2 separate regions of the Columba livia genome follow, and region 2 is linked to region 1. A link is a contact called in public Hi-C data. All regions are on one chromosome and are shown on one strand. Each heading gives the region's core, a stretch centred on a gene start, on an enhancer-like site or on the middle of the called end of the contact. The rest is flanking DNA. Distances are from core to core; before and after follow the strand shown.

Region 1 (6,207 bases), core at 1,228-3,727:
TGGCACACAAGCAGCACCACAGTCTAGTATGTGATACAGAAATACAAGCAGTGCCATAGCCCCATGTGCTGATATAATCTGATTTCAACCATTTCAAGATGTTTTACATCCCTTTTTTCCCCGCAATCCTAGCCCTTGCAGATAGAAACCAAATTATAATTACCCTGTTCTAGAGTGGTACAGAGATAAATTCACACATATTTGAAGTGGTCAATCCAAACTCTAGAGGCATTCATCACACGGCACCCAGCTCTTTTTCCACATCATTGTAACACTGCTTCATGGGATTTAATTTCTGCCTCATCCCAGTGTATTGGGGCAAAGTAGTAAGAATGAAAGGCTGATAAATATGAGTATCACTGTTTTATGTTAAAGTCTTTTCCTTTTGTTTGTTTTTAAATAGGAAATTTTTCCTTATCTCTGTTGACAGTGCTATTACACTAACAAATAACTCAAAGTATTTGCTTACACAAAAGTTATAATCAACAAACATGATTGACTTCCACCTATTCACACTGTCTGTGCGCTGTATCACAGCCTGCAAGAACAACGCGCCCAGAAGGAAAGTCACCACCACTGCATATGCTGGTGACTGTTTGTCACCAGTCTGCTCCTCATATTCAAGGAACAATCAACAGCCACAGCGCTCACCGCCGCCACACAGCTTGTGACGCCAGGAACCCCCTGAAAGCGAGTCGACTACACTTTATTCAGGAGCCTGCCAACACTTCCATTGTATTCTACAGAGCTGGACGTTCATATGGGAGCGTGAACGACAAGGTGCATTTCTAATGCTCCTGAAGATTTGCTAAGTAATACTTGTGACCCAAAGCTTGGTATACTTGTAACCACTTATTTTATTAATCCATTAGCAAACAGTTACGAAAGCAATAGAACCTGCAAAAAAATCTTTTTCTGCAAGACAACCCTCAACTAGACCTCAATTTACAGAATCTATCCACAGCTTAGACAATGTTAAGCAATCTAAATGTATATTACCAAATGCCAATAAGCAAAATATTTTTCTTACAATACATTATGTGAATTTCTCATGGAGCTATAGCATCTGGTGTTTGTTCAAGACTGTTTACAAAATGTGACTGCTCAATCAAACAGCTTGAACTGATCAACAGGAAACAGAAAACCGGTGCTGCCAGGGCAGAATGAAAAAAAAAGAGCAACCCACTAAGACAATCATTTAAAATACAGTAAGCATGAAACCCTTTAAAATAAAAGCAAGTAGCGATAGCCCTAGTCTCTGAGAATTAAGCTTTCAAATCCCAGAAAAACTTTTGGTACTTGTTAGCAATCTTTATACCACCAGAAAAATTAAGGGCTTTTATGTGGGTGTTTTCCGTGACGCACAAGTATTTTGCATGGCAGTTCCAACTTATGTTAACCACAGAAACTAAACGAGAACATAAACAGGACTAATAAACAGAAACGCTTGTGAGCGAACAATCTTTTTTTTTCTTATTTGTGTAAACTGCCACAGAGAACCCAAAAGCCATATTGACTTTTAAAAAGGCACATGTAACAAGCTGGTAAGAAAAGGTCTGTCTAAAACTTCCTCTTCACACAGAGTCAAGAGGTAAATTAGCAATCTGGCAAACACCTCCAACAGCTGGAAGCACAACACCCAACTTCATCCACCTTCTAGCGCTTTAAAGGCCAGGAGGGGAACCGCCGCTGTCCCCCAAACACCGCCCTAGGCCAGCGCAGCGCGCCCCTCTCCCACCTTTCCTCCGACCAATCGTCCATTCTCTTTTCAGCAGCAAGACGTGCGGCTCTGCCTGCTCAGCACCCAGCCGAACGAGCCTCCCCCAGGGCTGCTGCTGCTGGCTCTGTTCGCCTCCTTCCGAGCGCTCCATCTGGATTCACATCTGACAAAAACAAACAAAGCGAACCCAAACCCCAGCATCGCACAGCACCCGGGGAGAGGGCTCGCTCTGGGCCGGCAGCCGCCTCCCCGGAGCCGGGCCCCGCAGCCCCTCACACCCCCAGAGGCTCTCCCGGCTCCTGCCCTGCCCGCTTCCTTTTGTGTGGCGTTGGAAAGCCCTCCCCCTAGGCCACCCGCCCCCCCGCAGCCAGCCCTCCCGCTTCCCTTCGGCTCCAGCCCACCCGGCCGCTCCACGCCCGAGGGGCAGCGGGCTGGGGCGGGCTCCCTCCGGCCCTCCGCTTACTTCTCTCCCCAACTTTCCGCCCCCAGCGGGCCCCGCTCCCCCGGCGGAGAGGAGCGGCGAGGGAAGGGCAGGGGACGCCGCGCCCCCCACATCCCCTCCCCGGCCGCCTGCAGCCGCCTACGCCCGCCCCCTCCCCTCGGCGCCGGCCCTTACACCCCGTCCCGCGGCCGAGGCGGCTCCTGTCACCAGGCATTGCCACCATCAGCTGATCCGGACTGGGCAGGGCCAGGCCTGCCATTGGAGGCGGCCATAGATAACGCACTAGGGGGAGAGGCGGACCTTCCGGTGCCCACCATCGAGGCATGGGAGCTAGAGCGTCGCATTTTCCGGGGAGGCCGAGGCGTACCGCTGTACACAGGGCGGTAGCGAGGTTTGGGCACAGGAGATTCCTCAGCGGACATCTTGGGTGTGGGCTGGCTCGGAAGCTGGACAAGGCGCTCGCCGCCATGTTTGTTGCGGGCGGATGGAGCGCCTCACAGCAGTTGTGTGTGCCGGCGGAGCTCTTTTGTCACTTAGGGTAAAAAATAATTGTTGTTTAACTCTTCGATGTTGAAGAGTTATTAGTTTGCCAGCAGCGGTTACATAAAAGCATACTTGTTATTCCAGGGACATGCTTGAGAAAGAAAGTTCACACCGAGGCAAGATCAATGCCCGTTCACGTGGGTTCGTGCCCTGAAGGGGCAGCCCCACATGTAATCAGAGGAGTTTCTTACAAAGCAAAACCTTCAGTTACTGGGGACGAGAGTGGGCAACAGAGCTTACTGTACCTTAAGAATTGTCACTTTGCTCTTTGTTACTCCAACAACCACCTAATTGCAGTGCCCTCTTCTACAGTCGTTGGAAACTAGCTAAAAAAAGACCCAAACTGACGTCAAATATCCCCAAACAGTAAGTGAAAAGGTCTCCTCAGTTCCCCCTGTGCTGGCGGGGTCCGCAGGGCCTGTGCCCCCCGCAGCCCTGGCCGCTGAGGAGCCATCGCATCCCCGCTCCGTCGTCCTGGCCTCCCTGGGCGCCGCCTCACAGAGCTAAACTGGCCAGAACCTCAGGCCGATCTGAAGTCCCGCCGAGCGGCACCATCTCTCCCCATCCCGCGCTCCCTGCTGCCTTCACCCCGCAGCCGGGTCACCCCAGGCGGCCAGTTCGCCTGGCAGCCACCTTTCCCTGCCAGATGTGTCCAAATGGTTGCAGCTGCTTCCTCTTGGTCTGCTGAAAGACATCAGTCTTTCCTTCCTTAATCTGACCTTTGGAGGATTCCACAACCACACCCAAATCGGCTAACATGTCCGACCCCCCAAAGGCTATCCGTAACATCAACACCTGAAATTTGGTGGTCCTTTCCCCCTCGCATGAAGCATTATCACTTCCTACCCATTTGTTGATCTGCTGGGACATTTTTACCACTTGTACCATAATCTAAAAAGATTACCAATTACCATTCCATATAGAGTGGCTTGTTAGGCAAACAAATTGTTGTCCTTGTGCACAATATCAGTAGCAACCATCTAGTTGATAATTCCTTTATCATATTCATTTGAAGAAGTCAAACAGTTTTATTTTCATCAAAACGAATCAGGAAGAAGCTGAGCTCTCCTGGATCTCCCTGCTGGTTGCTGATTAGCTTGTTAAGTTAGTTGTGTAATGTGTACAGAGACAGTGAACTTGTATTTCTTTTTCACTCAAATTATTTTGAAGTTTGGATTAAGTCACAAGGCATAAAAACAGGAACAAAACACTGAAAACAAAACCATTTGCAGTTCTTGGCTTTGATGCTCCTACTTGGTTCACAGGCTCGGGCTCTCAGATTTTGCTTTTGTCTTAACCCTTCCTGGAAACCCTGTAGATTCCCTTGGCCACGGGAATCTCACAGTGATACCAACCTGTGCAAGAGAGCTGCATGGGCTACTGATACATGCAAAACTGTTCAAATACAAAAGTGTTTTGGATCTGCACTTTTAGCTGATACCTAATGGACAGTATTGCTTTCACAGTTCTCAGTCGCATGGGCCCCAGTTGAGGAGGAAATGTAAGCACGTTTGTAAGTCAAAATGAAGGAAAGTACTTAAGAGCTTTGCATTATTTACCTTAGTCCATAACACTTCCCTTAGTAATAATACTAAAAAATATATATTTCTTTGAGGCCTGACTGTCTGAATTCCTCCAAAATGATTCATCTATAAAATACCCTGCTTATTTTCGACTCGGGCCTCACTGACGACTAGTACCTTTTACATTTTCGAGGAGAGGCACACCAGTGGAAGTTAGAACCACTCAAAAGAGTTATCACAGTGCATCATTTTTGTTACTGCTCATGGTGACTAATAATTGTTATCTCTGAGTGGCAGAGGAAGATGCCAGCACATGGGACATGCAACTGAAAGCCCAACAGCCAAATCTTTTGTGTAAACTATAGCATTGGCCGAGGGAGGAAGTTGTTTTGTTTTATTGTGGCATTGAGGAAACATATTTTCCAAATATTCCTGTCGAGAGACCCTTCTGCAATCACACCAAGGAATTAGTGCACCTTGGCGATAGCAGAGTGCAAGCAAATGATTGGTTCGGCTCTTGCAGCTCTCCCGGAGTATCCATGTAAAAAGACAGCAAGTGAAACACACAGCTAGCTTAACGAGTCCTGTGTGGATAGGAGACTCAATTAAAACTAAATTATACAACAAATTAGGTTCTAAATGCTGTGCTGCTTAGCCAGCTAGACAAATAATAATTAGAGATGTACTGATCTGTTGCTGTGTACAGTTGAACACTAGAACTGCTATAACTGCTGTCAGTGTACACTGACAACACTTCCCTCCCTGCTCATCGTGGATTTATATGACATTCCAAGTAAGCCATCCCTCAACAGGCCCGTTTTGTATTTGTTACCCTCCTGAGCTGGGCAGGATGGACAGAATCTTTTCCTAGAGTCCATCTTTCCCACCAGTTAAGGTTTATTCAGGAATATACCTCCCCCTCTTTTTCTTTCTAGAATCCAGGTCATTCTAGCTGGAATTAGTATTCAGGCTCTGAATTTTGTAGGTATACATAGATTAGATTCAGGAGAAAAAGAAGCTACAAATCTTGTTTCTCTTTTTCCCTACCAATAGCAGTACACATCCCGGCAGTTTCAAAACACTCCGCGATGTGTAGATGGATACAAGCCAGAAGCAAAAGAAATTTGGGAGCTCCTGGTAAAGAACAATATAGAAATCAATCTAATTGAAAAGGACCTGAGGACAGCTACTCAAATCCTACTGTAAAATTTCAAATGTGTTCGTATTGCGTTAATGTCTGGAGCTCTTAATCACCCTGTGATAGATAACATTCAGAAAGACTGATGTCCAATTTTCTCTGCATTTTTTTTCACGTCTGGTGAAAAGAATATTAAATTCTCAACATCAGATCGCGCAAATGCAACATGGAAAACATGTTTGTGGTTAAAAAAACAACTATGTGTTTTGCCTGGAAAGTAAAGCATTTAAAGATCATCCTAAGGCAGAAAGAGTAATGGCATCATACAGCCATCTTCGGTTATGGTTTCCTACTGCTGGCTGCTCGTCCACGGGCGAGGAAAAACAACTTTACAGTGCACAAGAACACGTACCAAGGACAGCCTCTTAGTCAGGCACTTTTCCGAACACTGATAGCCCCGTCTTGCAGATAATCTGTGTTCCTCCCATAATATAAATGAGAAAGCAAAACTGAAGTATTTCTAATAGCCTTAGGTTTTCTATTAATATAATGAGAAGGTTTGTTTTGTTTTGTAAATCGAGGCACAGCCCTACAGTAAGGTCCTCCCGCATTTTACCTGGCCTGAGCCCACCCTAGCCATGAGAGTAAGGATGGATACTGATTCTGACATATCTTGGACCAGATTCAGACGGACACCTTTAATTGTTCTTGTCATTTATATGTGATGTTCCAGGTTTTCCTTTTGATTGCTTAGTTCATCATGTTAGAGAAATTCACCAGCACTTCCTCAGTCACAGTCTTAGATTGACGTGTTTAGTCTGAGAAAGAAAAATACTGCATG
Region 2 (6,207 bases), core at 1,699-4,198, 140 kb after region 1:
TCGTCTGCCTGCGGGAACAGGCTGCCCCTCGCTGATAAACAGGGCTTAAGGTTTCGCTCAGAATAACCCACCTTCGAAACAAAGTAAACCTAAAAAAATCACTCTGCACTAGCGAAAACTCAACATCCAACTAAACAAAACACTGCTCGTTTTACAGGATTAATCAGGCAGCCGAAGCTGCTGCCTTTTGGCTTTAGCACAGGGCGGCTTTAGGGGACTTGTCAGCAAAGAACATTCCTGAAGAGAGCATTAGAAGTCTGCTGCTTGTCGAAGTTAATGCTGTGTACAAGCAAGCAGCTCGTCCTTGTAAGTCTGTATGCAGGGAAAATCGGATTTATCCATAAACATAAACCTCTGAAGTAACTTCTGATCAGGGATGACCAGAGATTTAACTCTTTAGGAAGATGAATGGGGAGGCTCTGCTTTGCTGTAATACCGCAGCAACCTCTCCCAGGTGAGCGAGGCTTGATTTTGAGAATTGATAACAAAGTAAATAATTGCAGTTTCTGGCACAGAGGAGAGTGGTTGAGGACGATCTCCACGACCCAAAGCAATCACTCAGAACAGTAACTTACATAACAAGAAATTATCTTTGATACAGAATTAGGTTAAAAGGACCTCAGATACTGTAATGTTACAAAAACCAGGACATGCCTTGAGAAGATGAGCTAGCAAGCAGCCTCCTGAGAAAAATGTGCAACTTCAAGAAGATTTTACATGCCTAAAAACCAGTTTAAATATCAGAAAGACCTACAAGCCTTTGCCATTTGAAAAGGTCCCTCTTTCCTTCGTTCTGTTCTCATCTTATTCTCGAGCCTTTCTTCCAAACCATTCTTAGTTAACCAGTGACCTGGAAATTTTACTTCGCTCCCCCCCAGTTTCGTCACTGCTAAGCACACCAGGTTTAATTTCCCCTCGGGCCGGGCAGAGCAGCCGCGGGGACGCGCACAGGCCCGGGCAGCCGGCCCGGCGGGACCCCAGCGGGTCATTTCTCACGCCAAAAACACACATGGGAAAAAAAACCCACGAAGACCCTTTTAAGACTCGTTATTCTGTGTGACTAGAAGTGCTCTGGCCTGCACCGAAGGGGTTAACCGCCGGCTACAGATTTTTAAGTTCGTGACCGCTTTTATCGCCAGCAATCCCAGAGAAATCTCGCCCCCGTCCCGCAGCGAGCGCCCCGGCAGAGCCCCGGCTCGGGCCCTGCTGCCCCAGGGCGGCAGCGGTTCAATGTTCATCGTTTCCTTGCACCCCCTCCTGGAAGCAGGGGCGAGGGGGCGGCAAGAGGGATGCAGTCGCACTAGAGGAACGTGCGAAATCGGGTGGAAAAAAGGCAGCTTGGGGAGCACATCGCATCCCGGCAGCTCCTCGCTGTTACGTCTATTATTTTATTTAAACACGCCCAGTCTCCCCCGCTCAAAATCCCTTCTCCTTAAACCCGTACGGGGAGCTCCTGGGTTCGCGGGCGGGGATGCTAAGGGCCGGCTTCTGTCTCTCCGCCGTACCTCAGCACCTCTTCGGAACAAGGGACGCGAATCACCGCCGAAAAGAGAACGGGGCTGGGGAGGCGGGGCTGGCAGCGAGCAAACGGCGCGGCCGGAAAAATCAAACCACCTCGTCGACTGCACCGAGACAGACACACACACAAAAAAGACAAAAAAACCGCACGCACACAACCATCGCGCCGGGCGGAAAACGCGGCGATTTCCGTCTTTCCTTCTCCCGTCTGACCACAAAGCCACCGAACTCCCCGGCTCCGGCAGCCCGGCTGAAAAACGGGTCGGGGAGGGGAAGAGAAGCCCCCGCCGCGGGTGGGGGGTCCGCTACTTACCGTGCGGCGCGCAGACCATGGCGAGCCCCGCCGGCGAACCGGGCCCCCGCCGGATAATCCACAAGGCGAGGCCGAGCGGCCCCCGCGGGCGCGGAGCGGAGCCGCTCGGGCCCCCCCGGCAGCGGCACAACGCGGCGCCCGGCCCGGAGGTGCCCCGGGGGTCCCGCCGGCCCCCGCCGCGGCGCCTCCGCCTCCTCCCGCCGCAGTCGCCGCCGCTCGCTCCTCTTCCTTCGCTCTCTCGGGGGTGCAGGCAGCGCGCCTCTTCTCCTTTTTTTTTTTCCTCCCTTGTGTTTTGTTCGGTTTTGTTTTGTTTTTTTTCCCCTGGCCGAACCCGGGGCTCAAAGTTTGCGCCCCCTCCGCCTCGGCCCGGCGAGCTGCGTCCCCGCCGCCCGCTCAGCCCCGGAGCCGCCGCGCAGCCGGCACTACGGGTCCATCACCCGCGGGGCCACGGCGGGGAGAAAAATCACGCGAGGGGGCGAAAAGCCCACAGACGCACACCAAAAAAAGGCAACAAAGCAAAAAAGAAAGCGACCCAGGCGGCTCCGGCCGGCATCCGACGAGCGAGAGAACGGGGAAAGATCAGCGCCGCAGGCAGCCCCAGCCCGGCCCCATCCAGGGGGTTCCCGCGGCGGCGGATTTCTTTCTCTCTTTCTTTTTGTGGTTCACGCCTCGGTAGCCATTATTCCCAAACATGGAGAGCCGGCACCGCGCCGAGGCCGCTCCGCTCCGCTCCGCTCCCCGTTCCGCTCCGCTCCGCTCGGCGCTGCCGCTCCCCGCGGCTCCGCGGCGCGACTGCTCCGCGCGGCCCCCGCGCGCCCGCCCCGCGCCGCCCGCCGCCAGGCGAGACCAATCCAGCCACGAGACGCGGATCCGCGGCGCGCGCCCGCCTGCCCCGCCCCGCCGCGGGGCACGCGCGGGACCGGCCGCCGGGGCAGCGCGTGCAGGCGGGCCCGGAGCGGGGGCGCGCGGTCTGCGCGCGCGCGCGTCCGTGCGTGTGTCCGTGCGTGTGTCCGTGTGTGTGTCCGTGTGTGTGTCCGTGTGTCCGTGTGTGTGTCCGTGCATGTGTCCGTGGGTCCGTGCGTGTGTCCGTGTCTGTGTCCGTGCATGTGTCCGTGCATGTGCCCGTGTCTGTGTCCGTGCGTGTGTCTGTGCGGGCCCGGCGTGACCTGTGTCCCTAGGAACAGTCAGTGTGTGCACAGCGTGTGCATGCACAGCCTATCGATGCGTGTGGCCGAGGTGTACATACAATGTGCATACATGGTGTGTGCAGCACGTGTGTGTGTGTGTGGGGTGTGCGTGCATGCCACAGCCCGTATCTGTGCACTCACGGTGGTGGTGTGTGCATGGGGTGTGTGGTCTCCGCATGCAGTCTGTGTGCGCACACATGGTCAGAAAGACCATGGAGTGTGTTAACACCCTCTGCACACACGGGTGTGTGTGCGTGTGCACGCATGGTGTGCATGTGTGCATGCGTGTGCACGCTTCCTTCCCCACCCCATCCTTTTGATGGGCTGAGGTTGGGCTCCCTTCCCTCTATTTCCCTGTCAGTTGCAGCCTTGTGTCGCTAAGATGCATCCAGACCCCCAGGAGATTTGGATCCAGGCAGAGGGCGAAGAGAAAGCAAAGGAAATGTTTAATCATGATTAACCTTCACATTGCAAAACAGTTTTTAGATGGTATATTTAAAATATAATTACTATCGCAGTGATTCACAGGTGCTTTAATAAACGGTTAATCAATGGCCACAGGGGCCGAGGATCCACGCTGCCTGACACGCCGGGTCGGCGCCCGCAGCAGACGCGGCTCACGGGCCGGGCGAGCCCCTGCCCCGGCTGCCGCAGCCCTGCACGCAGCCCCCAGGGCGCCGCGCTCGCACCGCCCGCCCCGCAACGGCCGCTCTGCTGCGTCTGGGGCGTTCGCACGTGTCCCAGCACCGCGACTGCCTCCCGGGGGGGGACGGGAACCTCCCGCGTGCGGTTTTCGGCCGGCCTTGAGACATTATCTGAAAATCTTCAGGGAGAAAGGCAGTAAACATCTGTATACTATTAAACCCACTAGATGTGTTCATCATTTTATATTGATTGGTATATCACTACACAAAGTTAATATATTATGATTATTAGTATATTGTTAAATCATTAAATACGACAGCAGATGCAATAAATAATTTCCAGGGGATCCCTGCTGACATTTAGAAATTGATGGGTATGTTTTTCTTTCTGCATCCGGGCTGGCTGCAGGACTGCAGCGACGCTCTGCTGTTCTGACTGATCTCTTTCCCCTGCTTTCCTCCGCAAGTAAAGGCAGCCGAAAGAGCCCGCTCCGCCATGCCCAAGTTTGCATTTTAAAAGATGCGGCTGAATTAATACAAGCCCCAAAGAAACCTGTTGGGCGAGGATATTCAAACTGCTTGCAGGAAACGGGGAGCCACACGAAGGATTTACACCAGAGGCCGTACCTTGGCGTTGCGCAGAGAGAAGAACACCCTCTTGCAACGCCAACAGGGTTTTCATGTGAAAAGGCAAGGACGGAGCTGCCCGTCCGCCAGCAGCACGCGCGGGCGCCGGTCGCGGTGAGCTCTCCCGGCTGCCGAGCACAGCAGCGGATCAGCCCCAGACCCTCAGCCCGGCCTGCAGGTCACCGGCGCTCGTGGATTTATGGCACAGCTCCTCATGGAACAGCAGATGTTGGAGAGTGCGCACATCTGTATCTTTACAGCAGGGGAGCTGGATGCCAATCAGGGTTAATTTGGGATAAATTTACAAGAGCGTACAGCGTGACCCAAGGTACCTCTTTACTGGCCCACTACAGGCCTGCTAAATACATTGGCCGACTACCACACATTAAAGCTACATGAGCTTGTACGTTCCAAATGAATTTTACAGGAAGACACAGGGATAGGAAAAGGAGGAGAGCCTGTGTCACAAATGACATCCAGATGTGAAAACACTGTAAATACAAACATCAAAAGGCTCAACCATTCACATTTTGCAAAGACAACACTGGAGAACGGACTTGCTGCATTTGAACAAACATTCTCAGCAAGGAAGCCAAGGAGCCTGCTGTCCCCGGCGCACAGCAAAGCCCGCGGCTCCGAGCGGCAGTCAGCCGCTTGTCAAAGCAAAACGCAGCAAACATTACGCCATCCCCTAGACAGTCCAGCCCCGGGCCAGGGGCATGGAAGCGGGATGGAAGGGGAGGCGTTTTCCTAAGGAAACCAGAAGTTTAATAACTCAAATCTGAAAACTGCACTCCAGAAAGCACGTGATTATTTAAAGTCTCCATAGCTATGACATAGTTCTCACTAGAACTGATACCATTCAGGGATGGCTCTGAAGCCTTGTTGGTTGCATGAAACAACTAAATAAATAGATGCCTTTCAAAGCCTTGGTATTCACTGCAGTGAAGATATGACTGGAGTGATATCCTGGACAATGTGGGATATCTGCTAAGCCACTCAGAACTCTGTTTTAAATTAAGAAGACGGCAAATGAAAGGCCATTCCTACGGAAGGGCTCTGAAGAGCTCAAAATCTCCGCTCACAAGGACCTACAGAGGGGGGTGAACCAGCCGCGAGACACCATGAGTGGAGGACGAGCATTCCTGGAGCCAAGGGCTCATCCCACCCGTCACCCGTCACACTGTCCCTTCCTACCCCCCTCCAGCTGCAGCCGGACACAATGCGCACTGTCAGCGGCAGCAGACGCCACTTCATACCCTTCCAGAAGGGCGGGGGATTGATGGGTAAGTGGTGCACACGGTGCAATCTCAGATGTTTATTTAATGTTCTCGGTTCAGCCCTGAAATGTGCAAACCAAGATGACAACAGCGGGTGTTACTTGCTCGAACTCTGCTCTTGGAGAAGCGTGGCCAGGCGCTGGGCTGGTGCAATGTGAAATGGAAGCTTAGATGGGGTGTATTCTCGTTTTCTCATCTTTTCAAGATGCTATCGGACCACCAACACTTTAAGTGCAGCCCGAGCAGACCACAGCAGGGTCTCCACACCGCGCCTGCGCTCATCTCCTGCAGGTGCTGGGATGCCGGGTGTGGGGCAGCGAGTGCTCGCAGAGATGGGCTGAGATGGGCTGTGGCTATCGGTTTTACTCGGGTCTGACTCCAGGCTGCAGGATCGCAGCCCCCTGCTCCAGCAGTGAGATCCCTCTCCACAGGAGAGCCCTCCCCGAGACAGGACTCCCCCCGGCCGGGCGGGGGCCTGGGCAGAGCACGGAGGGCTCTCCTCGCACCCTGAGCCAGACCCTGCTTCTCACTTGGGAGCTAAAAGCTTCAAGCAGTTTGAGACTGGCAGCGCTGACAACAGAAGGAGAAAGCACTTAACCATAGCGTTGCATAAAGATGTCATGAGGAAATCAGGATTT

The links. A called contact is a pair of places that touch in the nucleus more often than the background predicts.
Region 2: a Hi-C map of crop shows a contact between it and region 1, with 2.1 times the contacts expected there. The contact joins the enhancer-like site here to the promoter of CHFR in region 1. A contact is called at or near these places in 2 of 2 Hi-C or Micro-C datasets (crop and liver).

Annotation. Positions count from the first base shown.
Region 1 is chr17:282,840-289,046 of bColLiv1.pat.W.v2, forward strand. It overlaps CHFR (checkpoint with forkhead and ring finger domains), which reads right to left and starts at 2,478. Exons shown (of 17, transcript XM_065033280.1): 1 at 2,337-2,478; 2 at 1,739-1,883. The coding sequence starts at 1,871.
Region 2 is chr17:419,758-425,964 of bColLiv1.pat.W.v2, forward strand. All of the region lies in intron 5 of FBRSL1 (fibrosin like 1), which reads right to left. Among named protein-coding and RNA genes, the nearest start is that of CHFR, 140 kb to the left of the region's middle. Within about 2 kb of position 2,949, at least 2 of the 3 cell types and tissues checked have an H3K27ac peak away from gene starts, as active enhancers do.